2 separate regions of the Mus musculus genome follow, and region 1 is linked to region 2. A link is a contact called in public HiChIP or PLAC-seq data. All regions are on one chromosome and are shown on one strand. The core of a region is the stretch at or near the end of the contact, and the rest is flanking DNA. Distances in the headings are between cores, read along the strand shown.

Region 1 (2,910 bases), core at 131-2,630, 190 kb after region 2:
AATATATATGAAAACCATGCCTTAGAGAAGAGTGAGCAGAAGGGGAGAGAGACAGAGCCACCATGGGAGAAAGAGAAGCAAGAAGAGGACCCTGGGCTCTGGGCCAAGAGAATGTAGCCCAGAGGGCTGACTAATTGGAGTTAAGAATAGCCAGATGAAACCTAGTAAGTAATAATAGGGTTATGGATAGGAGGTAGATTCTAACAGCGTGGAGGCTAGGCAACTACCCAGCTATTGTGCTACATGAGGTATATTAAAATACAAAGGCTGTGTGTGTGTGTGTGTGTGTGTGTGTGTGTGTGTGTGTGTGTGTGTCTTTCATTTGGAACATAAATGGTCAAAGTTGGGAAGGAAACCTGCAAAAAACCTGAATCATTAAATATTACTTAACAACAACACCTCCCACCTCTCCTGTCACTCCAGGCCAAACAGCTCACAGTTTTAACTATTGCACAAGATGGGAAGTTAGGATGGCTGAGGAGAAGAGATAATAGGAATAAAAAGAGGCTATAGTTTTAGATAAAATAAATTTTAAAAAAGGGATGAGGAGGTAATTTCTAAACTGATTGCCTTGCAAATATGAGTTGGATTCTCAGAACTATGTTTTTGGTTGATTTTTAAACTAGGTATCATTTCATACTCTTGTACTCCCAGCCCAGAGGAGGCAGAGGCAGTGTTGTGCTTCTTGCTGCTTACTGATCGGCTAGCCTAGCCTACTTAGCAAGCTCCAAGACAGTCAGAAAGGCTTTCCCTCTCTCCCCTCTTCTTCTCCCCCTGCCCCCAAGCACTCCAAGATTATCCTCTGGCCTCCTCATGCATGTCTAAACACATGCACCTTTACACACACAGTTGCATACACATATGTGCACAAACACAGACAAATCTAAAGGAAAAAAATGGCTCCATTATATATGGGGATATAACCTGGTGTGGGCAGTAGAAATTTAGTGGGAAAATATCACTGTTGAAATTCTTCAACATACCAAGAATACTTATATCATTCTTGCCTCCTTTCAAGTTACCCAACTAGATACTCTCAATTAAATAGAATATTGGAAAAATACTGTAATAAGATGTGCCAACTAAGAAAAATTAGATTTGCAATATATGTAATCGAAAGCCATATGTCACCCATTGTCCACTCATGAATAAAGTCCAAACAAACCAAACCAAACCAAACCAGGGTTCACAGAGAAAAAGAAAATTCTCCAGGTTCCCAGAATGTATCACCAGACTTCGGGTTATTATAATAACGGTTTTCTACAGCTATTCTGTGGTAAAGACAGATTTCCTGTGGTAAAGACAGAGTAAACAACAGACTCAAACCACCAAGCTCTCAGGACAAGTCCTCAGGGGCCCAGTTCTCCAGTCAAGGACACAGTAACATCTGGGATACTGTGCCACAGTCTTTCTTTACACAAGCACCTGAGCAGCAAACAGGGCTTCCTCTCACTATTGCTCAAACCTGCCTGTGAAGTAGGAGCTGGAGACTGATTTACGGAGCATTTGCAAAATGAATTGGATTTGCTCTGTTTATTTTTCCACCATCTCCTCCCATCACAAATATAAAAAGCAAACAGGAAAGAAAACAAACAAAAAACCAAAATGTTTCCAGAAAATCAGACTTTACAGCTTCTAAAAGCATACAATGCGGAGACAATGGGGCATAGCACAAATTATCCTACAGAACACCACTGAGTGTCTCTTTTCTGTCTCCCACCAGCTATGACTAGGTAGGAAGTCAAGGCTTGAAGAGAAGTAGACCTGTCATCATGCTTTGTAGAGACTGTTGCCATGGGAACCTGCCTGTCAGATCAAATGCTCAGCATCTTTAAGCAGTACATCCTACATTCTTCTGACCCAGAGGACTATTGGCTAGAAAGGGGAAAGAAAGGAGGGGCCAGCGAATAGAGTTCTGAAAAAGAGAGATTTTCTTCACTATGCTAGAGGTAGATGGAAGGTAGCTGGGCTCTAGATCTACTTTCTCCTGTCTCCATCAGAAAGTCCATCCATGTAGCTGCCGCTCATGTTAGTTTCTTGTTGGGGGTCAGTCGTGTGCTGCTATGTACTCAAATGCTAAGTACTGGTCCCTATGAGCAGATCTTCATATACACCAAGTGATGCTATGTAAACTTTGCTCCCCAATTTAAAACTATTGGTTAAATAAAGGTGTCTACAGCCAATTACTGGGGAGATTAGAGGTAGGTAGAGTTTCAGTTATGGGGCTGGGGGTTGCAGGTAGGACCCATGACAGAAGGAGAGGTAGGAGAGTGAAGGAGGAAGAAGACAAAGACAACAGGAGGTCTATGTTAGATGTGATGGACTGGAAGCACGTGCCCTACTGAAATGCCCTATTCTCTGCCCCCCAAGACAGACTGCTGGAGCAGAAGTAACCTAGGCGAGGTTCAAACAAGTGTTTGGGGAGCACAGTTGGGAATTAACAGTCTAGCAGAGGCAGGCGTGGTGGCGCACACCTTTAATCCCAGCACTTGGGAGGCAGAGGCAGGCAGATTTCTGAGTTTGAGCCCAACCTGGTCTACAGAGTGAGTTCCAGGACAGCCAGGGCTAAACAGAGAAACCCTGTCTCGAAAAACCAAAACCAACCAACAAAACAAACAAACAAAAACCAAAAAAACCAGTCTAGCAAATAGAAATATAGATTAGGGATAATCCCCCAGTAATTGTGCAGGAGCTAATTAAATAATCTATAGGACTCTGCCTTGGCTATTGGGGGGCTTGCCAGGTCATATTAATAATTAATAAAGTTTATTAAAATCTGTAGTGGTGAATAGTTAAACTGCACTGGGCTCCTGGTGGTGAGCACACTTCCTGCTTCCTGCCAGAGTTCTCTGGATTCACAAATGAAAGAAACACACATGCAGCTCTTATATTTTGATATGCCTTGATTAG
Region 2 (2,880 bases), core at 317-2,816:
TCTATCGGAAAAAAGTGCTTCTACTCTGGACACTACAGAATAAGTTCTCAATAAGCTACTGCACAGAATGCATGCATGGATGGATGGATGGATGGATGGATGAATGGATGGATGGACGGATGAATGGCAATAGCCTTACTGTGTATGACGACTTCTGCCTAAATAGACTGTGATAGAGAATACAACATTTTTACCCAGGTTTATGAAAACTGATACTGTTTACTGTTCAGCTGAAAATGTGCAAATAAGGTTAAGAACAAGCAACAGTGTATTTGACAGATAGTCTTGGAGAAGGTCCTGAAGGTTCATTCAAAGGCCATAAAAAGAATCCTAAGGAGTTTCCAGTACTTCATCACTGTGACCCATCAAACCCATAACCACTACAGAACTTCACAGTCTTAAGACCGAAGTTTTCCTTTATATTTAAAGAGTTTATATTTGAATACTGTGAAGTAATGAATGATCACCGCCCACGGCCTCCACAATAACTTTTAAAGTAACGAGAGGAGGGAGCCTTAAGGAAAATTCTACCAAAAAAAAAAAAAAAAAAAAAAAAAAACCGGCAAAATGTCCTTTTCCTTGTTTTGAAAAGACTGGAAAATTCATCCCTGCAACCTTCCCTCCCATTTCACTGGTCAGAGTAAAAATTGGAAGTAGGAAAATTAGTACCACCACATCCTTTGAGTCAGAGACTCTGAAAGGAGAAAGCAGTTTCTTCTGTAGGGCACATACACGTTCCTGTTTCTAGAGAACGGGCCACTTGTGTGCCCCCCGCCCCCTCCCCCGTTTAAATGAGAGCCCAGTTTCTGCGCGTCCCAAGTCCGCCCTTACTCAGGCTGCTTGCACTGGGAAAGCGGGATCGGCTGGACTGGGGACGCGCGGCGCAGAGCACTGGGGTCTCTCTCGGTCCATTCTCTTTCTATGGAGCCCGGAGGAGGACACTGCACTCACGGTGCTTCTCCTGGGCCTGCGACCCAACACGCCACAGAGCGCCGGCCCCGACGGCCGGTCCCGACTCCGGCCACAGGCTGAAGGCGGCGGCGGCGGCAGGAACAGCAGCCTGGGCTGAAGGACGGCAGCGTCCACGCGGCGGGAGAACACGGCTCCCGGAGCCGCGCGTCTGAGAGCCGGGCACTGCGGCGGCGGACACGCGTCCTCGGGAGAGGCGTCCCCGAGGGCTCGAAGCCGGCCGTCCCCTGCGACCCCCGCCACACAAAGGCGACGGCGGCGCGCGGCCGCCAGCATAGGCCGCCGGCAGCCCCGCCGCGACGCCGCCTTTGTCTGCGGGCCTCGGCCTCCCCGCTCCTTACCCGCGTGAGTAGCGGTCTCATCTGCTCGCCGGCCCCGTCTGCCTCCATGGCCCGCCCCGGAGCTCTGAGAGGCCGCGACCGCAGCAGAGACGGGCACGCGGAGGGAGACCCTGTGCGGAGCGCTGGCCGCCGAGAGCTGGCCCCGGAGTGCGGCGACCGCTGCGAGCGCGGGACGTTCTCCGGGAGAGAGAGGCAACGGCGTGCCGCGAGGACTGAGACGGGCAGAGGACGCGGCGCGGAGGAGGCAGCGGCGCCCGGGCGGGGGCGGGGCGGGGGGCGGGGCTGGGGGGCGGGGGCGGGGGCGGGGGCGGGGCGCGCTCCGGCACGCCCCCCCCGGAGCACGCCCCCTGCCTGTTAGGCACCAGGTCCGGCGTCGAGCGACCGCCTCCAGTGGCTAAGGGGCTTGGAGGTAGGGCGGAGACAAAAGAAGACAGACATTCGTATCAGCCAATCAGCAGCTCGGAAGGGTCTGTCGCCTCCCCCGCCCCCCAGGTCAGTTTCCCGGAGGCCCCGCCCCTCTTTGTAAAGACTTAATTGACCGAGGCTGAGAGTGGAACTCGGTTTTTCGAATCGGAAGTTCTACAGACTTTCGAAGTGGAATGGGGTCATCACCCCATTCAGCTCCTCACCACGTGTTTTACAAGCAGGAGAGAAACAGGACGACGCCAGATTCATTCTCTGCCTCTGCAAGTTTCTCTCCTAGAGGTAACTCTATCGTGGACCCTGTAAAAGAGGGGATACATTTAGCAACTTGCCTAGTGCACTCCCTGCACTGGCCTAGTTCCACAACCTGTCCCACTCTTGGGTCGACCCTATAGGTAGGGTGCTTGTCTACTATCTACCTGGGTGTGGAGGTGATGGTCTCCATCACAAATGGACATTGAAGGATTAAATACATTTCTGTCCCTCTGTGAAGGTGTGTCACTTGTGGTGTGCTTATCACTATTGTTAACAGGTTGTTGATAAAGACAATAAAAGAGCCGGGCAGTGGTGCCGCACGCCTTTAATCCCAGCACTTGGGAGGCAGAGGCAGGAGGATTTCTGAGTTCTAGGCTAGCCTGGTCTACAGAGTGAGTTCCAGAACAGCCAGGGCTACACAGAGAAACCCTGTCTCAAGAAAAAAAAAAAAAAAAAGACAATAAAAGGTTGAGCTGAGAAAATCTAAATTCGATTATGAAAGGAAATACTTATCATCAGGTCAAGACTCATCCCTAACCCATTATCAATAAATAGCAAAGTGTACTGGGTACTGCTTTGGGTCCCAGACCCCTCCTGGCTTTGTTCTAAATTTCCCAGAGAGGTACAGGGCAGGCTCACACACGACTGTCCAAGAACAGGTGTGCTTCCATTAATAACAGCTACCATTTGAAAAGATCTAGAATTACAGACAGTGACATTTTGCAAATATGGCCCCTCTTTAATCCACACAATACTATAAAGTATATTTGTGTGTGATTTGACTGTGTCCCCTAAAAAACTGTATTGGAAACTTAATCCCCAATGCAATGGTGTTGGGTATTTAGGACACAAGGCCTTTAGGAGTTCATGAGCACATTATAAACCATGGGTC

The links. HiChIP or PLAC-seq counts read pairs in DNA pulled down with a chosen protein or histone mark.
Region 1: an H3K4me3 HiChIP or PLAC-seq map of pro-B cells shows a contact between it and region 2, with 4 times the contacts expected there. The contact joins the enhancer-like site here to the promoter of Slc4a7 in region 2. A contact is called at or near these places in 4 of 115 datasets of contacts at active chromatin or transcription factors (the 230-238 cell line, fibro-adipogenic progenitors, large pre-B cells and 1 more) and 3 of 9 other capture datasets (adipose tissue, liver and pancreatic islet).

What each region holds. Positions count from the first base shown.
Region 1 is chr14:14,512,156-14,515,065 of GRCm38.p6, reverse strand. No RefSeq gene overlaps it. Among named protein-coding and RNA genes, the nearest start is that of Il3ra, 170 kb to the right of the region's middle. Within about 2 kb of position 1,380, at least 44 of the 459 cell types and tissues checked have an H3K27ac peak or open chromatin away from gene starts, as enhancers often do. A contact at or near this core is called in the 230-238 cell line, pancreatic islet and pro-B cells, where this site is marked.
Region 2 is chr14:14,701,711-14,704,590 of GRCm38.p6, reverse strand. It overlaps Slc4a7 (solute carrier family 4, sodium bicarbonate cotransporter, member 7), which reads right to left and starts at 1,566. Exons shown (of 26, transcript NM_001360504.1): 1 at 1,311-1,566. The coding sequence starts at 1,358.